2 separate regions of the Mus musculus genome follow, and region 2 is linked to region 1. The links are chromatin contacts, called in public Hi-C maps. All regions are on one chromosome and are shown on one strand. Each heading gives the region's core, a stretch centred on a gene start, on an enhancer-like site or on the middle of the called end of the contact. The rest is flanking DNA. Distances are from core to core; before and after follow the strand shown.

Evidence for each region. A called contact is a pair of places that touch in the nucleus more often than the background predicts.
Region 2: a contact with region 1 is called in a Hi-C map of the N1E-115 cell line, with 4 times the contacts expected there. The contact joins two enhancer-like sites. A contact is called at or near these places in 2 of 15 datasets of contacts at CTCF or cohesin (large pre-B cells and pro-B cells), 3 of 484 Hi-C or Micro-C datasets (B cells, the N1E-115 cell line and myocytes) and 2 of 115 datasets of contacts at active chromatin or transcription factors (differentiating embryonic stem cells and embryonic limb bud).

The regions. Positions count from the first base shown.
Region 1 is chr6:7,964,610-7,969,374 of GRCm38.p6, reverse strand. No RefSeq gene overlaps it. Among named protein-coding and RNA genes, the nearest start is that of Gm35446, 14 kb to the left of the region's middle. Within about 2 kb of position 3,129, at least 14 of the 459 cell types and tissues checked have an H3K27ac peak or open chromatin away from gene starts, as enhancers often do. A contact at or near this core is called in the N1E-115 cell line, where this site is marked.
Region 2 is chr6:8,740,583-8,745,338 of GRCm38.p6, reverse strand. It overlaps Ica1 (islet cell autoantigen 1), which reads left to right. Exons shown (of 14, transcript NM_010492.3): 5 at 2,961-3,084. Among named protein-coding and RNA genes, the nearest start is that of Ica1, 36 kb to the left of the region's middle. Within about 2 kb of position 2,713, at least 26 of the 459 cell types and tissues checked have an H3K27ac peak or open chromatin away from gene starts, as enhancers often do. A contact at or near this core is called in the N1E-115 cell line, where this site is marked.

The sequences.
Region 1 (4,765 bases), core at 1,880-4,379:
TCTCAAGGATTTACAGGTACTCAGTATCTGGGCCTGGTGTTTCCAGTTCTGGTGTCTTGTTCAAAGTATTGAAAGGAGCACATGGAGACCTGCAGAGCAGCAGGGAGAAGTTACTTAAATCAAAGTGATAGGTTTGCAAGAGAGCAGCAGACCACAAAAATCAGAGTATTCAAGGGCTCCTCCAAATATAGTCTGGGGATCCCTTTTGTGGGGTTCAAGTGGAGGAGTTTGGTTGCTAAGGGGCATAGTGAGAGTGCTTCTCTGTTTTGATTGATAGATTATGTTATATTATCATTTTATTGACCATTTCACCTCCCATAATGCATCTGATTTCAATTATAATGCACACCCAATTTACATAAGATGGTAAATGCAGGGTTCACTTTACAATTTCATTCAAAGACAGTTTGCTTTACTTTGCTTCCATTCAAAACCAGTTTAGGCCACATCATCCAGTTGTATATAGTTCCCAGATGAACACCCTTAATAGGAGAGACTTATTCCACTCTTCAGGGTGGTGTCAATGTAAGTTGAGGGTCTTAGGTTGCTAACATGTGCAGGGTGAATTGCTAGGAGATGGATATGAGTGAATTGTACCTGCAGATAAAGATCTTACATTGCTAATTGCATTGTTAGTCAGGGGTCTGTGTATAGCCTAAGATTAGCAAAGCCTCAGCATGTATGTCCTCACTTGCCTCAACTGTTAACATGGGCCCTTCCCAGTCCTCTGTTCTCTAAAAGGAAACTGCAATTTAGGAGAGCAGATTTCATTAAAATGTATATACATCTCCATGCATGAATTTCTACAGAATTGCTTTGCAATTGCTATCACCTATTATTTGTAAACTACCAGTTGCCCTTTCCATTACTGCTGAAAGTCATTTGTAATTTTCCTTATTGTCTATCCTTCTAATTCAGTAGTCATTTCACACTGGGTTACTGGGTAGCACTCCAATGTTAGGGAAAGAAAATGAGCTCTCACAGAATGGAACTGAGGGCCTTAATAAGTTATTCACATGATTAATGAGTGTTCTCTAGCTACTGGCACAAGTACCAGGGACAGCACATTCTCACTTAACCCCAATCTCCTGGCCCACTTAAGGCATAGGGAGCTGCAACCCAGCCATCACAATGGATTTGCCTTCAGCCAGGCTCTTCTCTCAGATAATGTAATAGTTATAGCCTCCCTGATGTCCAGCCACACCCTCCTCCTCTAGGTGGCAAGTTTCCTACCTAATGCTTCCTGTCCTGGATTACAAAGCATTTGTCCTTTCCGCTGGAATACAATATCTGTTCCTTTGTGTGAGGTGTTACTTGAGAAAGCTTGTCTTAGGAGAAACAAGGGCTTGCCATGGGGGAAAAGAAATTGAGGTTTAGCCCTCTGTATCAAAAGTGCATCAATGCTATCTGCCTAGAGTAGGGCTCATTTTTAGGTTAGTCCATTCTTAACTAGGCTGACCAATCCACACTCAGGACACTGATTTACTCTTGGGTCTTTGATTTCATTGGAGGAAAGTTCACACAGAAACCTATTGTCCTTGGTCCTCTCATGGCACCCTTTCCAGCTCTTCTTGCCCATTGATCTTTCCACTCTACCTTGATGCACTAGGGTGCCTCTCATAGGCAGCTCTTCAATGTTGCAGAAGCCAAGAGAACAAAGCTCCCAACGCAGGCAGCCCACTTCATCTTAGAAAAGTACATGCTTGCTTCTCTGATGTTCCTGGGTTTGTTTTCATTTTATGTGTTCAAGTTCCTCATTTGATTTTCTGTCCCTACTTCCCTTATACCCCCTCCAATTATACTGCTATAAACCCAATCTTCTTCAACTCTTCTAGAAAGGTAAACAGGAAGCCAGGGGCCTAGAAAGCATGCTTTCTCTTGCATTCTACAAAAGAGGCCTACTTACTTATGGGATAATTTCCATCCTCTCCTTCAATACTGGGGAGCCTCTTACAAATCAGGATTGTCATTTTTACTTCTGCTGAATCTAGTTCCTTAAATTATATTATTAGACTTTTAGATTGGCAAGAGAACCTTGCTGGTCTAAGTTTTTAGGTTATAGTGAAGAAGTCATTTCTCAGTCTGGTGTCTGTTATCTATCTCAACATTTGCAAGACAAAGATGTGCAAGGAGTCAGAGAGTGTAGAGCATAAACCTTGTCATTTGAGATGCATAAGTAGTGTGGCTGCCCCCAATGAGATATAATCTCTTCATCCATTTCTGTGGTTCATTGAGTAATGCTTCATGTTCAAGATGAAAGGTTGAAGCAATTAGTGGTATTTGAAGAGTAATTATGAAGAACTGAAGAAGCTTTTGCAAGCCTTAGGTAATCACACATTATTTTTACGTGTGTGAAATAAAGGCCACAGCCTAGACCTCATTTTTATGTCTGTTTTGAGAATTCTCCAATATTAGGGAATATGTGAATCTAATTGGAAAGGGAACTCTCTCTGACTCTTGGGAGAAGGGACAAAAGCAATCTTGGATCAACTAGTGACATATTAAAAGTAGGCAGAAAATACACCCAGGGAAGTCCCCAGACCTTCCTAACTAGAAAATGGGGCCCAGTGAAAAAACAACTGGGAATGTGCATAGGTGCCTCAGTGACAGAAGCCAAGTCAAAAGAAGTTGATGTCAGTGCATCAGGAGCACCATCCACAAATGGTGATGAGCGACGGCAGACTCTCATATGGTAGAACTGCTGGTCAGCCCAAGAGCAAGAGAAATGTCAGGTGGGCACATGGCCAGGGGTTGAGGCAAATCTAGATTGTCGGTTGTTACGTCAAAATAAGTAGTAGCTTGACTGGAGCATCTCAAAGAAACGTAGGAGGAAAACTCCCCAGCAGAAAACCAAAATCTTTGTCTGACTTATCCCTAGAGACTCTTAGCATGAGCTGAACAGCAGAGGCCAGCAGCAGGAGGAGGAGCGATGTGCATGTCCAGATGGCTGCAGGTGTTGCTTGCTGGCCACACATACCTAGCAGAAAAGACACAAAGTCTACTGAGGATAAATCAGTTTCAAGTTCTTTGGCAACGTGCCAAAGGGTTCCAGACAGGAATTACACCCTGCTTCCCAACGCTGTAATTCTGCTGCTGTCTGCTGAGGGCTGCACAACAGAGCTGTGGAAGAACTCCCTCAGTCTTCCTTAGTCACCCCCAACCCCCCTTCCTGTGACTCTTGACAGAGGATGTTTTCTCCTGCGGCAGCCTCTGTGGTCTTTATTTATTGAAGACATATTTAGCCATCGTAGTGAACCACATTCAATGACCTCTCATTAAACATACAAGACAGGGCATAGTGGGACACAGATGTTGAACCGTTCCCTTCATTCGCCATGCCTGTTCTCATTATCTCTGCCACTGTACAAACGAGACCCCTTCCTTCTGCAGAGTAATTACCCTTTCTCTTCCCTCAGTCTTGGAGGCTCCTCTTCAGCGTTTTGCATGGCTGCTCTGCTCTTCATAACTTAACGTCTCTGATTAAGGGCCATGACCTTCTCCGACTGAGCTGTCTAGGGTCATTTTTCCCCACAGTGACTCTGTCCCACATTGCTTGTTTAGTTTTGGTTGCCTCTTCTAAGGTCCAGTGCCTTGTAGGTCTTGCTCTCTATATCCCCAGAAGCCAGCACAGTATCCTGTGTGTACTAAAGTGTCCCAATGAGTTTGTCTGAGTTAAATGGGTGAATGAATAGATTGTCTTAGGGGGTGGGTGATAGGTTAGGTTGGGAAAGTCAGAGGTCTAGAGTCCTGTGTTTCATGGAAGTCAATCAGAAATTCTTCTTGCTCATCCTCCTTCCCCTGGCTCATCCAGCTTTTTGTTTTGATTGTCTCTGATACCTTTAGTGATGGACAAGCACAGGGAGACAACAGTTTATAACAGTTTATCTGCGGATTTCAAGCACAAATGAAACGGCTTCCAAGATTCTGCATCAGGTAGACTGCTTTTCTCCATTTTCCCTAGCTTCACAGCCACAGCTCCTGTAAGGACAAAGCAACAAGAAAAAAGCACAAAATTTTGTCTTAAGTTCTACTTGACATGGGAACTTTCATCAGGAAATAAACAGCCCTTCTCCTAAACCTAGGCAACTTTGGATATGTTTTATCCAGGCCAGGTATCCCTTTTCTAAAAGGGATTATGCCTTCCTAAAATGTTTGGGATTAGAAGTGTTTTGGATTTTAGATTATTTTTCTGGTTGTAGAATTTACAAATGTAAAAAAATTACCTGTAGATAATAAGTCTAAGCATGGCATTAATTAATGTTTAGTATATGCCTTATACATTAATCTAAAAGTAATTTAAAACATTTAAAAGAATTTTGTACATGAAACAAGGTTTTATGGGATGAAATTTTCCACTATGATAGCATACTAGTATTCAAAATGTCTTAGACCTAGCTGAATTTCAGAGTTTTGATTTTTGGTTTAGGCCTTCTCAAACTGTAATGAATTCCGAGAAGAATGGATAGGAAAGGTTTTGGGTGATAAACAGGAAGACTTAGCAGAATTCCTGTGATGGTTTGTATATGCTTGACCTAGGGAGTGGTATGGTTAGAAAGAAGGTGTGGCCCTGTTGGAGTAGGTGTGTCAGTGTGGGTACGGGCTATAAGACCCTCATCCTAGCTGCCTGGAAGCCAGTATTCTGCTAGCAGCCTTCAGATGAAGATGTAGAACTCACAGCTCCTCCTGTACTATGCCTGCCTGGGTGATATTGCCATATTTTCACCTTGATGATAATGGACTGAACTTCTGAACTTGTAAACCAGCC
Region 2 (4,756 bases), core at 1,464-3,963, 780 kb before region 1:
CTGCATTAGTTGTAAACAAACGCAGAGTTGATTAAGACTGTTTGAGAGCCTGGTTTCCTAGCTCTTCTGTTGCTTCCTTATCTTTAAAGGACACATCTAAAAATATAATCGGCAAGTGAATGTAAGTGGGGTTTATGTGAAATCTTACGATCCAGTTAATTGGACCTTTTGAACGAGTGGAGACTTTGAATTATCTAATATAAATGTTGCGTGAGAATGACCATCGTCAACCTTGACTCTGACGGAGCTCAAGGTCCCTGCAAAGCACTGCCAATTAATCAGAAGCAGCACAGGAAACGAGGCCTGTTTGCCACCAGTTTAATCCTTCAGTGTGTGAAATGACCAAAAATTATTCCAGGATGCTTCAATCTACTTAGATTATTTGGGAAAGACATGTGTCACCAAGTGTGTATTAGTATTCTGGATTGATTTCTTTGGGCCTAAAGTTAAATGTGTTTGTTTGTATGTGACTTGAGTCTTTAAGGGTGTTTTGCTTTGTTTTGTTTTTAAGTCACAGTAGCCAGCTGCTGTTAGAAGCTAAAAATGGGATGTTACTTTCCATAGAAAGCGAAAGGTTGTTGGTTGAATTGGAAGCACCTCGTATTAGTCAATGAAGAGAAATACATATAGCATTGAAAAGGAAATCTTATAGATATGGCATGGATATGAAACAAGCATTTAAAATGAAATACGGTGTGCAGTAACAAAAAAATGCAGAAGTTAAAGCTAGTGCAGTTTCACATTCAGTTAGTGCCACGAAAATATGGTTTTCTGCTCTTCTGGACAAAAAGAAAAGCCAAAGAAGGAAGAGTCTCATGGTACAGACAGACACAGGCCCATGCTCACACACCCTGACAGCCACCCAACTGTGCCAAGGGCTAATTCATGAGCCCAAAGGGCACTGCTGTCCAGAAAAAAAAATTGGGACTGACCATGTCTCAGCCAGAGGAAGCCTTTAGCTGGGCTTGGATCTGTGGTTCTGTGAACTTTATTTATTTGGTTGTTTTTGTTTGTTGTTAATCATGGTGGTAGTTTGTTTGGCTTTGGTTTTGATTATTTTTGAGACCAGATCTCTTCTCTGTAGCCTTGACTGACCTCAGTCTCTCAAGCCTCTACCTCCTGAGCTCTGGGATTATAAGCATGCCTCATCACAACAGGCTTTGAGAATTTGGATCTTGAGAGAGAAGTATGAAAAGAGACATTGGTTATCTCATTTTTTTAAATGGGTTCCAAAAACCCTTCCTCCTGCCACAGGACTTTCTGCTGCAGCGCAAGAACTGTAGTCACATGTAGGCAAGCAGCAGTGAGTTCTTTAGACTTGTGGTTCCTATCCAACTTTGTGTAGTTGTTGGAGAGATTGATACTAATAATGGGGTACAATTTGAAGAGTAGGGAGCCTGATGGGTTAGTGAAATAATTCAACCTTCAGATCACAGTGGAAAACAGTTTTATTGAGTATGCTGCATATACAGTGTGTGAAGAACTGGCTGCAGGACATGAGTTATGATCAGGGGCTACATCACTTCCCCCAGATAAACCCCCTTGTACCAGATCTGTTGCATGGTGTAAAATGGACAAGAATTCTAGTGACACTTCAGATGTGGTTATAGACACAGATGATATACGAATACACACCTGTATCCTCAGCATGTAGGAGGTAGAGGCCAAAGGATTGGGAAGTTGAGGATAGGACTAAAAATACGGTTCTGTGAGTAAAAAACAATTGCTTTGCAAGCAAAGCATGAAAATAAATTAATAAGAGGACTTCAGTTCAGATTCCAGGACTCAGAAAGCTGGGTATGGTCCATGTTACCTGTTACCCTACAGCTGGCTAGATTGGGAGAGGTGAGGAGGGAGGATTGAGAGGATTTCTGGGCCTTTCTAACCTCTAGCCTTGCTCCATATTTACTAAGAGATTTGTCTCAAGGAAGTAAGGCACAAACTGGAAGAACTTCTTCTCTGGCCTCAGTGACTAGTGCGCATACACCGTACACGGTACCAGTGATGTAGCTCAATGGTAGAGTGCTTGTGTTGCAAGCCCGCACACTTCTGTGTTTGTGGCTCTGACGATGGTGGATGTTTGGGGTCCTTTCTGGCGGTTTCATGGATGTTCGGGTTATATTGAATCAGTTTCTAGAAAAGAAAAATTGTTGCTATTATAAATAATGGCTCTGATCATTTTTGTGACTCCTTTGTTACCTCCTGAGAGTGCACTCAGTAGTACTCCTCACGGTACAAGAGTGATATCAAAAGGATTATACAGTTCCGTGACTTTTTTACATTTTTCTACCAAATCAGTCTGTAGACGGCGGCAGGCATGTGCCAAATCACTGTCTTACTAAATTGCCCCATCTGCCCTTGGCTCTAAAAATAGTTTAAGTAGAACCAATCCAGATTTGGTTCCAGCTCTGTATTTTGAAAATTTACTAACTGGTTTACCTGGGGGCCTAACACATCTTCCGTCCCCACGTCCAACACCAACTTGCTTCCTAGTGGATGAGGGATTTGAGTTGATTTACAAAGGACAGACTGTAACTCAGGCAGCAGAGATCAGAAGTCAGCAAGAGAGAGTAATAGCAGGCAGCTAGCACTGCTTTCTAGGCAGCCACAAAAGGTCCCCACCGTCTGTCTGCCTTGACAAACCCAACTCCTTCATTTCAGCTGGAGGCAGCACATTGTGGGCTCGCTTTTCAGCACAGAGGTCATTTTCTGGTTCTGATTACAGGGCACCAACTCACTGACAGATGTGTTCGAGTGAATTTGATCTCTCCTATTGTGAATGGACTTTAAGTGGTTGGGTGGGGGAGGGGGAGGGACTTACCTTGCAGCCTGCCACTTGGATTTAATTTCCTCTCATCTTTGCCCCAGAAGAAAGAGGGCCTTGTAAGTTGTCTCCCTCACTTTCTTGGTCATAGAAATCCTCACCTGTTCACCTCCTCTTTCCCTGTTTTCTCCACCAGTCTTGTCTCAAGAGGAAAATGAACTGGGAAAGTTTCTTCGATCTCAAGGCTTCCAAGACAAAACCCGAGCAGGAAAAATGATGCAAGCCACGGGCAAGGCCCTCTGCTTTTCCTCCCAGCAAAGGTGTGTGTGTGCGGCCTTCTTGGAAGCTCTGTTTTGGGAGACCCCCAGAGAATCTGGGACCCGCTTCTTCCCCATGGGGAAGTTGCGCAGTCTAGAACCCTTTAGCCTAAACCTGAGGGACTCCTCTCTCTACTTAGCTGGCCCCCACTTCCCTCGGATATAGAGAGCAGCAAGGATTTGTTTTCTTCCCTGGTATTTAATCTTGTTTGTCTTCTGCTCTGTGGGAGGCAATATGTATGCCAATCTTTGTGAGTGATTACATTTGACCTTCAAGTTCTTCATAACAATCAGGCTGATCCCCTTTCAAGCATTTGATTAAAGCAAGAATCTAATGAGACCAGCTTGAAGGGTTCCCACTCTGCTCTCTGAGGGCTAATGAATGGCCTAGAGGTAGTGATGCAGGACCACACCCCTCAGGCCCGAGGCCAGGAGCATCACTTTGGAGCCTGTTAAGAGCAGAATCTAGACCCTGCCCCCACACCCACAAACTCTACCTCTACATTTCAAATGGATCTACAGTTGATTCTGATATACAGCAAAGTTTGACAGTCTCCAGTACAGAGGAAATTGTGACAGAGCTGATGAATTTCAAAACACAACCTCAACTAATGTATCTGGCCTTTAAAACCAACCAACCAACCAAACAAACAAACAAACACCAGTTCTGAGCGTTTGTGCCACACCGCTGCTGCTAGAGAGAAGAGACTCAATCTCTCCTTCCCTATGAACAAGCCCAAGAAAATGTCTCCATTAATATCACACAGAATTATACCTAAAGAAAGCTCTGCAGGTAGTTTCCAAGATTATGTAGGTGCCGGGCAGTGGTGACGCACGCCTTTAATCCCAGCACTTGGGAGGCAGAGGCAGTTGGATTTCTGAGTTCGAAGCCAGCCTGGTCTACAGAGTGAGTTCCAGGACAGCCAGGGCTACACAGAGAAACCCTGTCTCAAAAAACAAACAAACAAACAAAACGACAAAAACAAGATTATGTTGGCTTCAGCAACTCACTTACTCCAGTTGTCTGCCTGTCTCCCCTACTGTTTACCCTACTGCTTTACCTCCCTGTGATCCAAGATCAAGCCATTGATTGGCAACTCACATGAGCGTTCCTATGGAAACCCAAGAAAGGTGGCATTAAAGGGGGGGGGCTGGCAGTGTGTACATGCGTTTCAGTGGCCCCATTCTTGGACACTCTGGTTCTTGCTATATTTGGACCCTGTCTTGTATGCAGTGGCAGCAGTCATAATTGAATATTGCCGTTGCCAGCTGTTCTCTACCACAGTTTAAGTTTTTTTAAAGTATTTTCTTAAAATCTTGAATTGTACCTTTAATGCTTAAAACAAACAAACAAACCAAAAAGAGAAAAGCTCTAAAACAAGTGCATTATAACCCCCTTGGTAGATAATTCTTTTGTGTACATAGCCTCTTTCAATATTATATGGATAATTGATTGCTGGCAAATCAGAGAATAAATGTTCTAATGTTTAGATTGTAAGTTTCACTGATTTCAGTGAGAAAACGTTTAAGTGTGCCTATGTACCAAAACTATGAAAAACAGTGTTAAAATCCAGATCACATTGAGGGTTACTATTATTAATCACATTTGCTATTCTATCTTACGACTACCCAGTTACAGTCTGTATGACTGCATACCAAAATGACCCCACAAAGG